Linked DNA regions of Mus musculus: all the other regions are linked to region 2. A link is a contact called in public HiChIP or PLAC-seq and promoter capture Hi-C data. All regions are on one chromosome and are shown on one strand. The core of a region is the stretch at or near the end of the contact, and the rest is flanking DNA. Distances in the headings are between cores, read along the strand shown. Region 1 has its middle 20 kb from the start of Gm52718. Region 2 holds the start of Rnf20 (ring finger protein 20). Region 3 has its middle 29 kb from the start of Cavin4.

Region 1 (3,492 bases), core at 328-2,827, 880 kb after region 2:
TAGTGAAACCTGTATTAGACAGACTTTTCAGCACTGTGACAAATACCGTAAAGAAATAGCTTAAAGGCAGAAAATTTATTTACCTCACAGTTTTAGAAGTCCTAGTTCGTGATCATTCATGCCATTGTTTCTGGCCTATGTGGTATGTCTCAGTCAAGGTTCCATTGCTGTGAAGAGACACCATGACCTCATCAACTCTTATAAGAGAGAGCATTTAATTGGGTCTGGTTTACAGTTTCAGAGGTTTAGTGTCTTTTTGTCATGGTGGGAAGAATGGCAGCACACAGGCAGACATAGCGCTAGAAAGGTAGCTCAGAGGTCTACATCAGGATTTGCAGAGAGAGCAGCACCGGATACACACACACACACACACACACACACACACACACACCACTAGTAAAAGAACTTGCTATAGCCTTAATAAAAATCACTTTCAAACCCTGCATCCCTGTGACAGTATGTATGGGAAGAAGAATCATGGCACTTCTTTGACTTTTATTTCTCAAAGAAGGTCTGTTTTGCAAGGCCTGGAGGCGTGACCATTAGAAGGGAAGGTGGGGGAGACTATTTACCCTGCCTTCTAGAGATAAGCCTTGCTGCAGCATTTTAGGATTTTCTTCTGCATATCCACGCTCATTCCCTAGAAACTTAGGAAAGATAGTGTCAGAGGGCTCCTGATCTGATGCTATTTTTAAGCATTGAAATGCTCCAAAATTAAGCCCAATTAAGAGGTCTGTGAGAGCCAGTGAGGTACAAGGTAACACAGGCTGTCCTGCCCTTCATTTTCTCGTGCATGCTTCACCGATTATAGAATCATAACCATGGAAATCATGAAAATTAAGGAAGACAAATTGGCTACAGGCGTGCAGTCACAATTTCTAGACTACTCCATGCATAAAGCTGAGGTTAATCGGGAGAGTTATAAGAAAATAAATTTCCCCCCTTAACAAAAAGAAATGATCACTATGAGTGTGTCATTAAAGGTGACACAGAGAACTTCTGGTCGCTCATTCATATTGTACTTGTGGTTAAAATCGTGTCTCTTCCCATGTGCTTTTGTGATTTTCTACTTGAACCACAGAATCCAAAGTCAGCTTCCCCTGTCCTTACATAAATGCATACACCCCTCAGGTGGTATTTTCTGGAGAAAATAATAATTGAATAAAAATAATACTTGAAGATCAGATTCTAATCTGAGTTGTAAATTATTAGCTTAGACTATTAAAGGATGCGGCTAACTCATAGGTGAGCTAAATGCAGTGGACTAAAATGAACGCATTTCATTTCTTCTTAGACATTTGATAAGATATTGGTCCTTAGGCATGCTCTGAGAAAGAATACTTTCTTTAAAATTGTGACTCAATCCCCTAATAACCGAAGCACACTATTTAATTCCGGGGGGGGGGGGCATAAAATCCACCCTTTATGCTCTTGCTAGTCACAATTCTGCACTTGCAACTATAAGTTACTAAAAATATTGAAGGAATTACAACAGCTGTTCAGAGCTGAAACCCTACGCCCAGAAACTGCTGTTGGGCTGGAAATCGCCCGTCATCGCTGAGTCAGGCATCTGTATGCGAGTCTGCCAGGGAGCAGTCATCGCTTTGTGCCAGATTTAGCAGGTGCTCTGTTCCTGTTCCAAAGGAGAGAGAGTCTCCCTAAAAATATCTATCTTCCTTGTTCACCCAGGCGCCGCATTATTCTGGGAATGAATGCGTTTTTAGTGACAATAGGAAACGTGTGTTTATCTTTGCACCATTTCATGTTCAAAAGGGAAAAGGAGATTTGTTTATGTTGGTGTGGGGTGGAAAATGTAAGTCAAGATCTGAGACACTGTACTCCACAGATCCTGGAGGGAAGAGGGGCCAGCAAAGCAGCTCAGACTCTCCCAGGAGTTATCCTAACACTCCTCAGAGCCCAGGGACCTGGGTCACCCGGCATTTCTTGGGAGTGTCTACTTATGTTCTAGACACTCCTTACCCCAGCATCAGACAGTAGAAATTTGTCACAAATTTACATTGAAAACTGGATCTTTAGCTGGAGGATAAGTATAATTAAGGAAGGTTGTTTTTTTTTTTTAATTAGATTCTGAAGTGCGGGATACCCATGTTGGTTTCTCATAATGTCGCTCTGGTTGACCGCCCTACAGGACCTGTGCTCTTCCCTTCCCTCCCCCCCCCCCCGTCTTCTCTGCTGCACCCTGATATCTCTCCACCCCTCCCTCTTTATCCTGTTGTCTTCCCTCCATCCTTCTCCCTTAGAAACCTCCTTTCCAGTTTCATGGGCCCCTTCCAATTTCCTAATATTTTTCCATAACTTCTCCACCTGGTTACACAATCTTACAATTACAGGCTAGAATCTGCAAACGAGAGAGCACATGAAATATTTGTCTTTCTCCACCTGGGTTACCACACTTAAAATAATGTTCTCCAGTTTCATCCGCTCACCAGCAAATTTCCTAATTTTGTTTTTCTCTGGGGCTGGATAAAATCCCATCACGCATCTGTACTGCGCTTCACTATCCATGCACCATTGATGGCATCTAGTCTGGTTTCCTGGTTGTTGTGAAAAGAGTTTCAATAACCATGGTTGAGCAGGTATTGTTTGCTGTGGCAGGCTGGAAAGTCCTTCGGGCACAGGCCCAGCAGTGATATCTGGGTTGGATGAGATTTCCATGCTTAGCTATGAAAGCCCTCTGTGCTGATTTCCACAGCAGCTGCCACACTAAGTAACATGCCCACGGGTTACAGGTCTCAGCTCTTTCTTACAGCCCGTGGATTCTTAGGTTTGGTCTCTTGCATGTACCCAGACTTCTTGAACTTTCTATGGTATTCATTGACTTTTTTTGTATGTGTGTATTTATGTGTACTATTGTCTCCGCTGATGATATTTTCTATTGTATTTTTCGTTGGGTCTTTCATTTCCAGAATTTCTGCTTAGCTATATAATTGTTTGGGTGTTTTATTTCCTTGCTGAATTTTGCCTTCATACTTTTACATCTTTAATCTTTCAGGTCTATATGTCTTTCATTGGTAAGTTTCTTTTGCTTGTCTTGGATCATATGAATCCTATAGTTGGTCTTTGAATCTTTTTTCAATTTATATTTATTTATTAGTTTCCTATGCACGTCTGTCTGCGTATTGCAGCAGGACATGCATGTGGGAGTCAGAGGACAACTTGAGCTAATTACTTATCTTTCCCTCATGGGAGTTCCAGGGTTTGAACCTACATCCTCAGGTTTACTGAGAATGCCTTAACCCACTGAGCCATTCCACCCACTGGTCTTGAACCTTTAAAAGCTAGTCTTTTGCGGTCACTTTAGTTGCCACATCATCTTTGTGTTCTGGTGTTGTGAAGCTCTCAGTTTGTGGAGCTGCCGTAGTGGAGTGCTGACTCTTGTGTTGTCTTTCTCAGCTCAAATGTTTCATGCAAATGTTGGGTGGAGGGTGTCCTCCGGGTTGTAGCTCCTTCCTTTTCCCATGGTTTTCTTTT
Region 2 (3,431 bases), core at 299-2,798:
AAACACCACAGCTTGCAAATACAGATCAAACATAAATTAATACACCTCACTTCAAGAACTGACCACCACATCAATTCATCTATTTCCCTCTTCTTTGCTAATGCTTATCTCTTAATTCAAGAAGCTTCCATAAATTTCTACTTTCAGGAACAACTGACAGAAGCCAAGCACACTTTTGCAGCCTCGTTTTCTCGTACCGTTGAAGAGACACCTCCTAACTTAATTGTTTCCACGGTGGTCCCTGAATCTTCAACAGCTGTCTTCTTCTCTGGAGGCATAGATGTGCCCGGCTCTCCAGCTGCTCTTTTATTTCCAATTCCTGACATCTTGGTATAAGATGACAGTTATATTTTTCTGAATGAAAAAACAGAAACAAAAATAGAAAACATGAACTGAATCAAGATAAGCAGACATGCCACAATATAAAGTACCTGTATATAAAAACTAGTAATTTTTTTCAGGCCAACTCTTTAACCTAAATCAAATAATTCTACGACAAAACCCATCAACCCTAAATCAAGAGAGAAGGGGGAGGGGAACTGTTGAGGAATGGGATTGACAGGATTATAAATTTCTACACAAGATGCTAATAACAAATAAAATTCTACTCAAATAATAGAGAAGCTATGAATAAATTTCAGGATTCTCACTTCCTGAGATGCCAAAAACAAAAAACTAAAAGAAGGAGAGTTTATTTATGACAGAGGTTAAGGTTAAAGTATTAGGAGACTTGGGGCAAGAGACGTGGGAAACATTAGCTAAGTCATTAATCCTATACAAGTCAGTTATCTCTGAATCTCGGTTTCCTAAACGAAGGACAACAACATGTTGCTAGACTTACTGCAACAAATGGATGGCATAGTTATAGAAACAACTTAGCATAATGTCAGATGAACACTAAGCACCCAGAAATGCAAGCGTTCTCTTTGCAGAGCCTTGTAAACGCTCCCTGAGCAGTTAGTTCTCCAGATGTCAGACGTAGGTGAGCACCCCAGCGCTTCCTTTGGGGAGCCGGGCTGCCTTTAGAGACCGAACCTGCCAACAATCCCCGTTTCTTTATCTGTTCAGACGGGATGCTCTTTCAGTATTTCCTACCTGACTCTGGTTCCGAAACTCACAAGGAGGTGGAATGGATGCTAGATGGCGAGCACCGCGGCCATCAGGGGTCTACATCCAGCCGGCTTCCGATCCAAACTCCGGGACGAGGCGTCAATGGCAAGCAGCAATCTGGGTTGGACCTCGCCTGCAAAGAGAGGAGACGGGAGCTGAGGAGAGAGCGCAGCTTGACTGGAGAGCGCTGGCCGCTGGCTCCGGCGTGGCTAACTACAGGCCGGGAAGATGGGACCCGAGAGTCCTCGCCGCTCACGGCCCGGGAGCAGCAGACGACAGAGCAAACCTGGGCTCTGGCAACTCCCGCCGCAGGGAGCGCGCGGCTCCCAGCGCTTCTTCACGAAGGCCCGAGAGGGACTCCAAGGGATTCACTTGGGATCCGCTGCGAGAGGGACTGAGCTCCACGGAGGCGGAGGCACGGAGAGGAAGTAGGGAAAAGGAAAAGGAAGTTGCTTCAACTTTACCCGAGGCACGGCGAGGAGAGGGCGGAAGTGACGTGTGGGAGACCGCCAGGCGGAAGTGACGCGTGAGGAGGGGGCGCAGTCAGTTCTGCGTGTGCGCTGCCGCCTCTGTGTTGGGATGGGCGGGGACTGTTTCAGACTCCAGTCCCAAAGTGACCGGTCTCTTCAACGCGAAGCATTGTGTACGGTTTTTTTGTTTTTTGTTTTCTTTTTTTTAAGGTCCATTATTATTACTGACGGAAAGCGTTTTGTTTATGTTTTGTGTTGGGGGGGCGGTCCTATCTCATCCAAGCTGCTAATTGGTTGATGGTCCTGTCCATCTCCCAAAGGGCAAGCGCCCTTACCTGAGGTGTGGGTGGAGCACTCTTTAAAGAGATGAAATAGCCTGCGTAAAACTCAAGGAATTTGACCGATTTCTAGTTCTGTGTAGTTTCCTTAAAGGGGATTCCAGCACGGCGATGGTAGCACTCGCCTTTAATCCCAGCACTCAGGAGGTAGAAGCGGGCTGATTCCTCTGAGTTCAAGGCTAGCCTGGTCTACAAAGCGAGTTCTCGTACAGCCGGAGCTACACAGAGAAACCATGTCTTGAAAAACCAAAATAAATAAGCACATAAATACATACATACTATGCATAGAAACCCTGCCTCAAAATAAATAAATACTACACAGAGAAACTCCTGTCTGGGAAGGCCAAAATAAATAAGCGGGGTCTCTATTTAGCACTACCTGCAAATGACACTCAGCTGGAGAACTTTAGTCTCTTGTAGGGTTAAAAAGTCACCTTCGCCGGGCGGTGGTGGCGCATGCCTTTAATCCCAGCACTTGGGAGGCAGAGGCAGGCAGATTTCTGAGTTCAAGGCCAGCATAGTCTACAGAGTGAGTTCCAGGACAGCCAGAGCTACGCAGAGAAACCCTGTCTCAAAAACCAAAAATAAAAAATAAAAAAAAAAATAAAGCCACCTTCATCCCATCCCATCTTCCCCCTATGGATTCTCATCACAGGTTTGGAAACTACTGCTTTAGTGTTTGGAGAGGATAAGATACTGACCAGAGACACTGGGGATGGGGGGGGGGGGGTCGGGGGGGGGGAGGAGGGTGTTAATTAAGAACAAGTCAATTAGTCTGTAATCTCAGTACCCGTCTTAATATGATTTTTTTTTAATGTGTGCATAGGTGTTCGAGTGCCCACATGTAAAGCTCAGAGGACAACTTTTGGAGCTAGGTCGTACTTCGAAGGCTCGGGTCTCAAGGGCTGAACTCGGGGTGACAAGCACCTTTACCCACTAAACCATCTTGCCAGGCCAGTACCAGGATGTTTAAAATTTATTGAGCGTTGATATTTTTTTTACGTTAGAAATAAACTACATCATTCAATTTTACTAAATGCATTTTAATGATAAAAAGGCAATCGATCTAATCTGCCCTTGAAAAGCAGTGTGGCTTCTGAAATTGTGGCAAATTAACCAATGACAGCAGATAAAGGCACAGGGATGTAAGAATGGCTGCTATACCCTTTTTAAAAAATACATGTAAATATGTTTGGAGGAAAACCTAACCCACACCGAATTTCTGGCAGTAGAAAGAATTTGGGTGTTCTTGTACTTGATTAGTCTTACCTGTGCATGAGACAAGAAGGTTGTATTAGTCAGGGTTCTCTAGAGTCACAGAACTTATGGGTAGTCTCTAGTAAGGGAATTTGTTGGTGACTTATAGTCTGCAGTCCAACTCCCCAACAATGGTCAGCAGCAGTTGTGAATGGAAGTCCAAGGATCTAGCAGTTGCTCAGTTCCACAAGGCAAGCAGGCAAAGAGTGAATCTTCCTTCTTTCAGTGTCCCGATGTAGGCCTCCAGCAGAAAGTG
Region 3 (3,298 bases), core at 208-2,707, 940 kb after region 2:
AAGACTTTGTAAAGCTACCTTTACATTTTAAAAACGTGTTATTATTGTGTGTGCATGTATGATGTGTGGGTTTGATGAGTACAGGTGTCAAGGTTGACATGAGGAGGTCTGTGCTGGTTTGAATAAGAATAAGCCTTATAAGGCTCATGTATTTGAATGCTTGGTCACCAGGGAATGGCACCATTAGAAAGGATTACAAGGATTACAAGGTATGGCCTGATTGGAGGTAGTGTGTCACTGGGAGTTTTGAGGTTTCAAAAGCCCAAGCCAAGCCCAGACCCCACCCCCACCCCCCACCCCACCCCCACCCCCACCTATGGTTCAGGATATAAAGCTCTCTCACCTAGTGCTTCAGTGTCTGCCTAGATGCTGCCATGCTTCCCTCCATGATGAAAATGAACTAAGCCTCTAGAACTGTAAGCTTGATGCTTTCTTTTATAAAAAGAGTTGTGATAATGATGCCTCTTCATAGTAATAGAACAGTGACTAGGGCAAGGTCATAGGACAACTTTGTGGAACTGGCTCTCTCCCTGCAGACATGGGCTCTGCAGATCAACCCTTCTGACTGCTTCCAGTCTTATGCAGAACTCACATCTCCAGGCTTGTGAGGCAAGAGCTTTTTTACCCACTGTGCTATCTTACTGCCTGTCTTTCGGGTTTTTTTTTTTTTTTTTTTTTTTTTTTAGAAATAGTCTTGGGGATTAGTCAAGGCTAGTCTCGAACTCATGCCCTTCTTGCCTTAGCCTCCTGAGTACTAGATTAGAAGCATAAGCCACCATACCAGGCTATAAAATAGTAGTTTTATTACACATTTAACTACAATAGTTTGAAGGACAATTTAAGAAGATACGGCCAAGAATATGTCTCTTGATACTGCCCCACGCTCTCTTCACTTCTTCATTAAACAGAAATGTGTTAGTCTAAAATTACTTTGAAATAAAATATGCATATCTGGAAGGCCAGCAAGTGTGTGTGTATACATGCACACACTAAGTATATACAATGAAGAATATGTCATATAATAACTTTCCTACAAAAAAATTAAGAGGAAAAGAGACCGCCTACTTGGGTTCTTTGGGATGTTTGTTTGTTTGTTTGTTTGTTTGTTTGTTTTAAACCAATACTCTGAGAGCTGAGAATTCTCTCCCTGGCACAGACCTTCCCACAAGTGTACAACCATCATTTACCTAAAGAAGAGAAATCTAACAGGCCCTAGATACAGTCTGTGTGAGCTCTAAAATTATTAACTTGTTTCTTGTTTTTCTGGTTTCATAAGTGCAAAAACAGTTAGGAAGCTAAGAAATGGCCACTCTCTTTACTCAAAAGGTTTGGCAGGAAGATGACCTGTGCGGACTGTATTTAATCACACAACCCTTGCGAAGCGAGTTAACACAGTCCTGACTGAGCTAAGCCTGAGCACCTCCTCGCTCATAATTAGACTGCACCAGCCATGCCAAGAGTATTCTTGAATGAAAGGTAAATAGCTACTGGGCCTTTGATTTCCATCTTGATAAATGAAGTAATTAGTCTAACGGCCCCAATCTGGGAAAGCGTGCTGAGAAAGTACAAGGAGTTCACATGTATCGCCTTTGTTCTTCCCTTAAAAACTGACAGGAAGCCAGTCTGCCACGCAGCTCACTCCTTTAATCCCAGGAGAGGCAGAAGACCCAGCTCTGAATTTGAGGTCAGAATGGTCTACACAGCGAGCTCCAGGACAACCAGGGCTACACAGAAAAACCCTGACCCTTAAAAGAAAAGGAAGGAAGAAAGGAGGGAGGGAGGCAGGGAGGGAAGGAGGGAGGGAGGGAGGCAGGGAGAGAGGGAGGGAGGGAGGGAGGGAAAGGAAAATATAGAAGGGGAGAGGGAAGGGAGGAGAGTGGAGAGGAGGAAGAAAACACTGAACGTGTACAGCACATAAAGTGCACAATTCCTGAAAATAATTCTGATTTAAATCTCTAGGAGCCCTCAGCAATCTATACTGCCCTCCCCAAGCAAGTATGCTCCTCAGAAAGAAGTCAGATCTTCCCCACAGCTAAGCCAGATATAAGGCTTCTAAGCAGTTTCCACGCATCTAGACCAGATAATCCCAAACATTGTAACACTAAGTAGTACTGGCTTTGAAGATCCTGTGATCTCTGTCCTGGCCCAGTTAAAATTTGTTTACCAAGACAGGCAGAAGCCGGATTTGGGCCTGGGACCCTTACTGCATTTCCTTCCAGAATCTACTCTGGGCAAAGCTAAGGAGCGGCCATGATACAGCCATGTATTCTGGATCCCCTGCAAACCAGAGCTCAAGAGTTCTCACATACTCCCTAACACTCATCTCTAAATAATGCAATGCCCGGTTCCCCAGGGAGTCTTCCCCTTTGTCTTGCTTGTTGGTATTCCTAACTGTTCCTCTGTCAGGGAAGAGGTGGAGGATGTAACCACCGTTTCCAGAGGAATTTCCAGAAATTCCAGAGGACTTTGGATTCATGTACTTCACAAGGGTCCTCTTCTGGCTCAATGTATTTAAACCTAAACCCCTAGGGGTTTTTATCTCTATAAGGAGACCAAGCGACATTGTGTCCTAGCCTGCCATCTTGTGGCAAACTGGAGCATGGGCAGGGAAATCACACGGGACCAGGACAGGAGGAGCAAGGATAGGCTTTGTCACAGGTGTTAGACCCTGCAAACCCCGCAGGGTCAAGAGAGCCACAGTCCCTGCCTTCAGTTTATAATTCATAAAAGCAGGGGTTGGGTATCAATCCAAAAGATTGTCTGAAAGTGAGTAAAGGCCAACCTTCGACCGTCAGAAGGTGGAAACCGACGGTTAAAATGAAGACAGCAGTGTGGTGCCGCACACTGGGAATCTCAGCACTTGGAAATCTGAGGCAGGAGGATTGCCATGAGTTAAAGCAGTTCTGGGCTGTATGATGAAATTCAAGCCATCCTGGCTACAGAATGAGATCTCATCTCAAAAATACATACATACATACATACATACATACACACACACACACACACACACACACACACACACACACACACACATACATACACACATACATACGGTGAAGGGAAAGGATTCCAGAGAGAATGGTGTCTGTAAAACTGCCAGGGAAGAGGAAGGAGAGAGACTGTGATGTGAAAGGAGAGGTCAGGAGACTAAAGGGGGCCAGATATTACAGGGGCTCACAAGGAAACGTCGGGGCTTCTCTTCACACTATGAGTGAGTATAGCAAAACCGTGAACTTGGCCCTAAGGAGGAAAGACAGGCAGGGGTGGGTATCAATCCATTGGATCGCATTTCTAACCA

What was found. Promoter capture Hi-C pulls out the DNA fragments that hold promoters and counts their contacts. HiChIP or PLAC-seq counts read pairs in DNA pulled down with a chosen protein or histone mark.
Region 1: a contact with region 2 is called in a promoter capture Hi-C map of hippocampal neurons, with 3 times the contacts expected there. The contact joins the enhancer-like site here to the promoter of Rnf20 in region 2. A contact is called at or near these places in 9 of 39 promoter capture datasets (the C10 cell line, cranial neural crest, frontonasal cranial neural crest and 4 more), 4 of 484 Hi-C or Micro-C datasets (cardiomyocytes, cortical neurons, embryonic fibroblasts and 1 more), 6 of 115 datasets of contacts at active chromatin or transcription factors (bone marrow-derived macrophages, embryonic forebrain, embryonic stem cells and 3 more) and 1 of 9 other capture datasets (embryonic stem cells).
Region 3: a contact with region 2 is called in an H3K4me3 HiChIP or PLAC-seq map of embryonic forebrain, with 11 times the contacts expected there. The contact joins the enhancer-like site here to the promoter of Rnf20 in region 2. A contact is called at or near these places in 11 of 39 promoter capture datasets (the 3T3-L1 cell line, 3T3-L1-derived adipocytes, cranial neural crest and 8 more), 3 of 15 datasets of contacts at CTCF or cohesin (embryonic stem cells, large pre-B cells and pro-B cells), 18 of 484 Hi-C or Micro-C datasets (B cells, cerebellar granule neurons, cerebellum and 10 more), 9 of 115 datasets of contacts at active chromatin or transcription factors (astrocytes, embryonic basal ganglia, embryonic forebrain and 5 more) and 1 of 9 other capture datasets (embryonic stem cells).

Annotation. Positions count from the first base shown.
Region 1 is chr4:48,753,051-48,756,542 of GRCm38.p6, reverse strand. No RefSeq gene overlaps it. Among named protein-coding and RNA genes, the nearest start is that of Gm52718, 20 kb to the left of the region's middle. Within about 2 kb of position 1,577, at least 55 of the 459 cell types and tissues checked have an H3K27ac peak or open chromatin away from gene starts, as enhancers often do. A contact at or near this core is called in cortical neurons and hippocampal neurons, where this site is marked.
Region 2 is chr4:49,630,177-49,633,607 of GRCm38.p6, reverse strand. Rnf20 (ring finger protein 20) reads right to left here and starts at 1,548. Exons shown (of 21, transcript NM_182999.2): 1 at 1,397-1,548; 2 at 1,096-1,243; 3 at 198-354. The coding sequence starts at 326. Gm45952 (predicted gene, 45952) reads left to right here and starts at 1,656. Exons shown (of 2, transcript NR_168526.1): 1 at 1,656-1,753; 2 at 2,745-2,950.
Region 3 is chr4:48,691,265-48,694,562 of GRCm38.p6, reverse strand. No RefSeq gene overlaps it. Among named protein-coding and RNA genes, the nearest start is that of Cavin4, 29 kb to the right of the region's middle. Within about 2 kb of position 1,457, at least 12 of the 459 cell types and tissues checked have an H3K27ac peak or open chromatin away from gene starts, as enhancers often do. A contact at or near this core is called in embryonic forebrain, where this site is marked.